2 separate regions of the Mus musculus genome follow, and region 2 is linked to region 1. A link is a contact called in public HiChIP or PLAC-seq data. All regions are on one chromosome and are shown on one strand. The core of a region is the stretch at or near the end of the contact, and the rest is flanking DNA. Distances in the headings are between cores, read along the strand shown.

Evidence for each region. HiChIP or PLAC-seq counts read pairs in DNA pulled down with a chosen protein or histone mark.
Region 2: an HNF4G HiChIP or PLAC-seq map of pancreatic cancer cells shows a contact between it and region 1. The contact joins two enhancer-like sites. A contact is called at or near these places in 1 of 39 promoter capture datasets (hippocampal neurons) and 1 of 115 datasets of contacts at active chromatin or transcription factors (pancreatic cancer cells).

Annotation. Positions count from the first base shown.
Region 1 is chr6:113,640,798-113,645,360 of GRCm38.p6, forward strand. All of the region lies in intron 1 of Irak2 (interleukin-1 receptor-associated kinase 2), which reads left to right. Among named protein-coding and RNA genes, the nearest start is that of Irak2, 4.6 kb to the left of the region's middle. Within about 2 kb of position 2,429, at least 38 of the 459 cell types and tissues checked have an H3K27ac peak or open chromatin away from gene starts, as enhancers often do. A contact at or near this core is called in pancreatic cancer cells, where this site is marked.
Region 2 is chr6:114,345,639-114,350,201 of GRCm38.p6, forward strand. No RefSeq gene overlaps it. Among named protein-coding and RNA genes, the nearest start is that of Gm38875, 50 kb to the right of the region's middle. Within about 2 kb of position 2,348, at least 43 of the 459 cell types and tissues checked have an H3K27ac peak or open chromatin away from gene starts, as enhancers often do. A contact at or near this core is called in pancreatic cancer cells, where this site is marked.

The DNA of each region.
Region 1 (4,563 bases), core at 1,179-3,678:
ATAGATGCAGAGGCTGAACACCCAACAGGACAGCCCCTCAGCACAAAGCACAGAGCACAGCAGCCCCCAAGGCTCAGCGGGGGGGGGGGGGGGGGAGGTCAGGGAGCCTCTTTACCCAGGAAGAAAAGGAGTTGATGTGCAAAGAAAAGTACTGTAGACATCAGGAGCAGAAAGATGAGGCCCAGTTCTCCACGGGGATGAATGTTCTTGGCTTCCATGAGCCAGTTGTAACGGCCGTTGCTGTTCATGTTTGCTTGCTAGCTTCTGACCATGCAGCCCCACCGTGCTCAGGACTGCACCTCCTGGTCTCTTTCCCAACTGCCTTAAGTGTAGACACTTATGTCGTATTTAAGCCATCTTGTGATTTCTGTACACCAGTCATGCACGACAGACAGCCTGCCTCTTCTCTCTTAAAATATATCCTAGGTATTTTGCCTTGATAATTTTTTTTTAATCCCAGCTTTCTATTGTATAGCTCAAACTGGTGATCCTCCTGCCTCAGCTTCTCCAAAGCTATGATTATACATACCTGGCATTGAGCTCTTATCTCTTGAATGTATTTTCACTCTTTATCACTACCAGGGAGCTCGAGGGCTGGGACGGGAACATCCGAGATGAAGGGAGGTGACTCTCCTTTGTGCCCTCAGCCTTCCTATCCCCTCCTTGCAGGCTCTGTCCTAGTCTCAGGGTGCCCATGAAGATGTCTATTACCACTGGATTGCCCAGGGAACTCTGGCTGAAGTGTGGCTCAGTGGTAGAGTGTGTGCTTACTGTGCCTATGGGCCTGGGCTCAGCTACTGGAATGACATAACAAAGAGAAGGAGGGAAGGAAGGAGGGCGGAGGGAAGGGAGGGAGGCAGGGGTTGGTGGGTAAGAAAGCCTATTACACAGATGTGTAATTCCCGAATGTAGGAAGTAGAGGTAGGAAGATCAGGATGGAATTCCACTCCGGCCTGGGCTACTTTTGAGGGTCTGTCTCAAAAAGCCAAAAACCAAGTAAGCAGCAAGCAATCAAATGATAAACAAACAAACCCATTATCAACCATCACATAATCCACACATTTAAGGAGCACCTCTGTGAGTGCTCACACACACTCACGTGCACACCATACATCCCGCCGCCCCTGCCCCCTCCGCTCTAGGTGTTTTCTGTTGTAGCATTTTATGTGAGTGGGACCATCCTGCGTGCACTGTCCTTTGCGAATGGCTTCAGCATTTAGCAAGTCTTAAAGGGTCATCCACGTTGTAGTCAATGTGAGTTCTGTATCCCCTTCCTTCCTTCCGTCCCCTCCCTCATGTCTCTCTTCCACCCCTTCAGTTTCTCTCATTTACTCTCCTCCCTCCTTTTCCAGTGATGAAAACAGAACCCAGGGTCTCTCACATGCAGGGCTGTGCTCCTTGTTCTAGTATCTCTGCCTCTCTGTCTCTGTCTGTCTCTCTGTCTCTGTCTCTCTGTCTCTCTCTAACTTTTGGGTTTTCGAGACAGGGTTTCTCTGTGTAGTTCTGGCTGTCCTGGAACTCCCTCTATAGACCAGGCTGGTCTCGAACTCAAAGGTCCACCTGCCTCTGCCTCCTATGGGCTGGGATTAAAGGCATGCACCATCACTGCCTAGCTTTCCAGTTTCTTTCTTTTTTTTTTTTCTTTTTTTTTTTTTTTTGGTTTTTTGAGACAGGGTTTCTCTGTATAGCCCTGGCTGTCCTGGAACTCACTTTGTAGACCGGGCTGGCCTCGAACTCAGAAATCCGCCTGCCTCTGCCTCCCGAGTGCTGGGATTAAAGGCGTGCGCCACCACGCCCGGCCAGTTTCTTTTTTATATTCAAGTAATACTCCAGTGTATGGATGTCCAATCTTTTGCTTCTCCATGTCTCCACTGAGGGACATTTGGGCTCCTCTCGTTCTTGGGCAGTCATGAAAACTCTGCAGGACATTTGTGTCAAAGTGTCAGTGTGGACACATGCTTTCATTTCCCTTGGGAGTGAACCTAGGCGTGCTGAGGAGTACAGTGCGCACTGCACTCTTATAGGACACGGTGCCACGTGTTTTCCAGAGGGGCTGTCCTGGTTCCCATGCCCGAAGGACGGCTACTATTTATCTTGTTAAAGCTTGGCAGTAAGACAGGCTTTCGGGCTCCTGCTTATTGGCCATTTATATATCCTTTGCTGAGAACTGCACTGAGTTTGCAAGCCCTGGACATGGCAGAATTACCCAGAGTCCACTGAGGCTTCACGATGGTTGAGGAAATCAAGGAAATTCCTTAGTAGGCCTGCCTGCTCTCTCTGTTTCTGTTTTGCTCTCTCTCTCTCTCTCTCTCTCTCTCTCTCTCTCTCTCTCTCTCTCTCTCTCTCTCGTCACACATACACACAAACATACACACCTACCTCATCCTCCCTGGCCTCCTTTGGGCTCCTGCTCTTTGCCTGTGAGTCACCCTTAGGTGGCTGCAGTTTTCTCAGTCCAGAGGCTGCCCTGAGCCCAAGCCTAGCCCCTCCATATGCAGTTGCCAGCTGGTCTCAGGACTCTGGTTTTCGGTGCCCCAAAGGAGGGAGAAGGCGGGTGATAGTCCCTGCTCTCCAAAGTCTTGGCTGTTGAGCTAGTCTAAAGAAGGTGATCTTGTGCTGGAATCCTGGCAGAGATCATGTGGGAGTATGGAAAGATCTAAAGCGTCTAAAGTGATTGTAAAAGCCCACAGCCACAGCTATGAATCTTCCTTTGGATCAGCAGGTAGACTTCTGCCTTTGTTTCTCTGCGCTCATTTGCTCCTGGGGCAAAGACTTGTAGTATCTGTCTGAGTCTGTGTACAATGGGGTTCTTTTTGTTTTGTTTTGTTTGATTTTGTTTTGTTTGGTTTTTGGTTTTTTTCGAGACAGGGTTTCTCTGTATAGCCCTGGCTATCCTGGAACTCACTTTGTAGACCAGGCTGTCCTCGAACTCAGAAATCTGCCTGACTCTGCCTCCCAAGTGCTGGGATTAAAGGCGTGCGCTACCACCGCCTGGCTACAATGGGGTTCTTAAGTTTCATCTACCTGGGAGTGTGCACAGACACCCCTGCAGGAGCCCCTTAGCTGGACCACTCTCTTTCTTGCTCACCAGTGCACTCCAGCCTTTGTACACTGCCTAGCTGTGTGACTTCAGGCAAGTGACTGTGTGTCTCTGAGCCATTCATCTGTAAGAGGCTGAAGGAACACAGTGGTTTCCCTTGCCATACTGGAAAGAGTTTGGCCAGTGAGGGGAGAGGCAGATGACCCTTAGGAGGGTCATTCTGGGAAGGTGGGCTGTCCTGTTCTGCAGGACTGTAAGGATAGGTAGACTTTCCCCACGATTCGGGAATCAGCATGAAGCAATGGTTTCTCTGTGGACATAACACATTGCCAAACACTAGCTCAAGTCTCCCAGTGTATAGAGTTCACCTAGCCCACATAGCCACCCATGAGGTCCAAAAGGAAACTGAGGCTCTGGGAGAGCTGACAGGCCTTTGCTAAATGCACAGCAAGGAAGTGCCTGGGAGGATTTGAACCAGGGCTGCTCACATGCTGTGTCTGTCAGCTCTCAGGCACTGTGACAGACACCCTCAGGAATCGATTGCCTTAGCAAGAGGAGAGCACAATTGGAGAGATTTTAGCGTGTAGTCTCTTGATTCTGCTTTGTGTCTGTGGCAGTGTCTCATGGCAAAGCCTCTTTATGGAAGGCGCTGGACTCCCATACCCACTGAGGGCACGTCTCTGAGTACTTGGGAGACTCTCCCTGGGTCTCATCTCTTAAAGCTCCCACCCCTCCAGGAACCAAGCTGGGACCACGCCGTTAGCATAGGGCCTTTTGTGGGACACCAGTTCCGAAGAGTAGTGTTCACACCGGTGGAAAGTCTGGAAGATTGACTGCCTGGATGCAGTCAGTGGTTTCCTTGAGTCTGCTAGGTAGGACTTTGATTTTTCTCTTTTTCATCATGACCAGATTAATAAGAGCTATGCCCTCATCGGAGCCCTTGGCAGTGACTGAGTCGTCTCTCCCTCCGTCTCTGCTTGTCCTACTCCTGGGCGCAGTGCAGAAGGATCTGTACCCTAAAAGACAATCGGCTTTGGCAAACTAAACTATTTCTTTTCAAAGTTCACTTCCTGTTTCTCCTGGGAGGAAACTGAAATTCACAGAAGCTCAAAGCTCTGGCTAGTACTCTTGACGGAGCCCCACTAACACCAGTGTCCTTGCTGGGCTAGCTTTGGTATGACGTCACACGTTCCTCTTTGCCCCTTGTGAACAATTGGAAGGGGACCCTGGGCCTGCTTAAGTCACTTCCTGCTGGCTAGGAATCTGATGTGGAGTTTCCAGTGACTAAAACCATAACTCTGGAACTTTCCGTCCCTACAGGACGCTTCTCTGGCAGCGTTCTCTGTGGGAGAACCTCATGGTCTTTCCTCATTTATCCAGAGGGGACCGACCGTGCATGGGCCACTGTGTTTATCCGGGCTCTGAGTGTCTTCCATAGTTCTACAGAGTTCTTAGCTTTATCTCTGGCCTCCCTGCTCTCGGCTTCGTCCACCCAAGCTCATATTCCAAACAGAAAAGTTCTG
Region 2 (4,563 bases), core at 1,098-3,597, 700 kb after region 1:
TGGAACCCTCCTGTGCTGAGTGAACCCTGGGGCTTAAGAAGAAACAGTGTAGAGATGTGTGCCCCAGAGGCTTCAGCTGGTACCCAGCACATGGAGTCTGTGACCTGTTAGGGAGATTTCCTGAAGCAGGGAAGCCAGGTGTGGGGGGTATTGCATGACTGGAGAACTTTAGACAGAGCTGGTTGTGAAGACACGCCAGACTGCAAAGGTCATATCTGAACCAGTGGGATGTGAGGAGCCACAGAGATTCACAGGGGACTGGTATTCGTGGCAGAAGGATAAAATCAAGGGGTCTCTCAGGATGCCGGAGCCAGAGCGGAGTAAGCCAGGACCAATTTGGCAGGAGGCTAAGCACATCACAGGGGGCCTTGTGTATTAACCCAGAAGGGAAGGAGACAGGAATCATTCTGGGATAAGGTGTGACATGGCTCTGGCTCCCACAGTTATAGTCCCCTCATAGCCATTCTCTGTGTGAGGAGCCAGGCAGATGTTCAGGGAAGGAGGGGTTGGTATCTGCGCACAGCCAGGACAGCCCAGGTCAGGCTGTGGCAGAAAATGACTCCATGTGGTCCCAGGGCTTCTCTCTGTGGCACATGGCATGACATGGGTTTGGCCCAAGTGAGTGACAGCCCTTCCCTGGGATTCCACCGGGTAGAAGACAGTCAGTTTAGGCTGCAGGTGCTTTCCATGTGTGGTTCCAGCTAGAGGAGGAGTCTGGCACTGATAACAGCAATGTGCATGACCAAGAGGTACATCTTCACAGGTCGGAGTTCAGGGAGGGGAGGGAACTCAAGCCTCCGGGATCTCAGAGGACACTGGGCCAGCAGTGGACGCCACACTGCTCTTAGGACTGCCTATCTGTCACAGTGAGCCTTCTTTTCTAATGAACATAAATTCCAGTTACACCTGCTCCCATTTGGAGAACTGGCTACCTCTGCTTTTCATGGAGAGAGGCTGTCGGGGCAGAATCAAGTTCCCAGTCTCAGCTAACAGCTTCTTCCCTGAGCTTGGCCTCCTACCCAGGAGCCAGGACTCCTTTGAAGTCCACCATCACTGTTTTATCTCTGAAAATACTTCACCATCTTGCAGTTCCACCCAGAGACCAGTGCCTCTTCCCTTCCCGCCTCTCCTCACCCTCTACACCAAGCTGGCCACAGGTCTCCTGCTAAGTTACAGCCTCTCTTCCTCTGAGCACCTCTGTGTGTGAGGAAGCCCAACATTTTACCTTCCCTGACATTCAAGGCTGACATGATTTGAACGTGTTCTCTGAGGATTCGGGTGTTAAGATTTAGTCCCTATTGTGAGGTATAGAGGGTGGGTGGAAACTTATATGGCCTTGTGTTGGAGGTAGGGGTCAGAAGGACAGGGGGTGGGACTAGATAAAGACTTCTGACAGTGGCTTACTCAGGAGAGAATGGGTGGGTTATACATATGTTCCCAGTCTATGTGATGCCCTGTGCCTCTGCCCTAGTCACAGTCAGCAAGCAACCTTGGTGTTCCAGAGCATAGATGAAAAGGACCTCACTTATTGTCTTATTTAAATGTTTGTTTGATACAAGGTCATCATAGCCCAGGCTGACTTTCAACTCTCTCTGTGGCTGAGTCTAAAGTCCCCCTGGTCTCACCTCGGCAGAGAGACTGGGCTCTGCTGGCCTCATAGGGCTTTGTGCAAGCACTGTACCATTTCACGGAGAGGAACTGCACCCATGGATGCAGTGTCTGTTGTGGTCCTAAAAATGACCCCCTCAAGTCCTAGAGGTGAATATTAGCACCTGAACATTTCCCCAGACCACAGTGTACCACTATGTACATAATATTTTTCTTACAGAGTACTGGGTTTTTTTGTAAAGAATAAAATACCAGTCTATCCATGGGCATCTCCTCTTCTTCCTCTTCCTCTTCCTCTCCCTCTTCCTCTTCCTCTTCCTCTTCCTCTTCCTCCCCTCCCTCTCCCTCCTCCTCCTTCTCCTCCTCCCCCTCCCCCTCCTCTTCCTCCTCCTCTTCCTCCTCCTCTCATTCTCCCTCTCCCTCTTCCTCCTCTTCCTTCTCTTCCTCCCCTCCCTCTCCCTCCTCCTCCTCCTCCTCTTCCTCCTCTTCCTCCTCTTCCTCCTCCTCTTCTTGTTACAGTTAGAAAACCCCACCCTGGAACCCCTACAGGGCGGCAGAGGCTATACCTTAATTATCTCCCCGACTCTCAGAGCTCAGGTAGTAATGGATGTTTGCTCAGAGCAGTGAGTACTTAGAGGAAGGCATGGTTATTTAAATGTGAACGGAAGAGTCTATAATTGAATGGATAAGCAAACACATCCGTGAGTAAGTGAAGGCATGAGTCACCAAATGAAGTGACAGATTACAGCCCCAGCAGGTCTGTGATTGGGTTATTCCAGCTCCGGCACCCTCAGACACCTGTGGTTGTGCTTGCAGGGATGCGCCTCTTCCTTAGTCGCCCGAGAGGAGAGGGGAGATTTGAAACTGCGCAGGTATTGCCCCCTCCAAGATGCCTCAGACCTGACTCCACTTTCTGAGCCAAGGCCTGGAATCCACCGCGGCTAAGGATGCCCAGAGAACTCTGAACAGCTCATCCCTGTATCCCTGAACTGTGGCTGAAGGTCAGTGGGAGGAGTAGGGTGTTTGCCACAAGGACAGGGCCAGACCTCCCACATCTTCAGAAGAAGGGAGACTTCTGGTGAGTCCATGTCTCCTCCTCCACACCCCAGCCCCACAGTGAGGGGGCGACAGAGCCATGAGCAGGAGCCAGCGGTTGCCATGACAACACATTAAGAGACGTGAAGCTGCTTTCAGTTTTCAGTTTCAGCTTCTGGAAAGGGGTCAAGCATGTGGGGCAGAGAGAAGAGTCAGGAGGGGGAAATCACAGCCACCCCCACTCAGTCTCACAGTTAACCACAGCCCAGTGCACTGTGTGCTCCGAGTCCCTCCTTCTGGTGTGTCACTTCCTAGGACACTCAAAAGGAACCTGAGAAGTGGTGATCCCACCTCATGGTCAGAAGGCTGGGTCTGAAGTCACTTGCCCACCCAGGTGGTAGCAGAGCTGGTTCTTGCATTGGGTTCCTGACTACAAAACCTTGTTTAACAGACCCAAAGATTCTAGAATCCCACTGGGTTAGGGCAGTACACTTTATTGGTCCATTAAACAAGACACTTACCCAGGAAGGTTCAGATCTACAGGCACTCAAGCAGAAAAGCTTCTAGGATTTGCTCATACATACAACAAAGCACATGTATGCACACACAGCAGTTATGTATGCGTGTGCACACATTCATGCCTATGCACATTCATGCTCACACATAGACACAGCTGCAATCACACAGGCAGGCACACACCTGTATATCCATGGAAGCAGATTTTAAAAAATGCTTCTTTTGACACGCAGCTTTGGAGTTCCTCCCCTCTTAAAATGACAGTCTGTTTCCTTAGCCACTGAACTTGGCTGTGTGATGATATTCTGGCCCATGCAAAATTAGCAAGCACAGAGTTGGGGAGATGGGTGGGTCTGTCAAGTGTTTGATTCACAAGTATGAAGACCTGAGTTAAGATCCCCAGGATCCTCATAAGATGCTGGGCATGGTGGCTTGTGCTTAGAACTCCTAATTCCAGTGACAGAGAGATGGGAGGCAGAAGCAAGCAGATCCTTGGAGCTTCCCATCCATCTAGCCTAACCTACTGGGAAAAATTCTAGGCCTGGGAGAGACCCTGTATCAAACAAAGGTGGAAGGTTCCTGAGGAAGGACACTCAAGGTTGGCCTCTAGTCACAGCACATAGGGCAGACCCACATGCTTGCATGCACCTTCACATATGCACGTGCACATACACATACACATAATGGAAGAATAACCCTGGGAACGTATATTTTCACGGTGTATTTGTATTTTCTCTCTCTCTCTCTCTCTCTTTCTCGTTCATTGCCTTCACTATGAAAACATGCCCACGATGTTAGAGGAGACCTCATTAAGTTCAGAGCCACGTCATCTCCTTTGTCCTGGCAGAGATCAACCAAAACTTTACTCCTCCACCAACAAAGAAACCATTAAAAGTGGGACTAACGGAAATTCAGAGCTGCCAATCAAAGCCCAGGTGACTCACGAGCCAAATACCTTCTTATTTTTAGCAGTTCACTAACTGAGGTTTTGTGCTTGCTTGTTACACAGCATTGCTTCCAATGAATAACCGATACACGTAGGCATTAAAGAGGAATGTGTCATGGGAGGGAACCTAAGTAGTGTGTTTACCTGGTTATCCTTTAAAATGGCACCTGTGTTGAAAAGTTATCGATGTAAGAATCATCCTTTTCTACTGTCTTAGTTTGGGGAGGATGGGGTTTACGTCATCTTACAACTCGCAGGTTATACTGTAGGAACAAGGGATGTCAGAGCAGGCACTCAAGGGAGGAACCTGGAGGCAGACATTGACGCAGAGGCCATGGAGGAGTGCTCCTTATTGGCTTGCTCCTCATGGCTTTCTCATTCTGCTTTCCCATATACTCAGAAGCACTGGACTTGGGCTGGCACCACCCTCCGTGAACTGGGTTCACCCATCAATTATG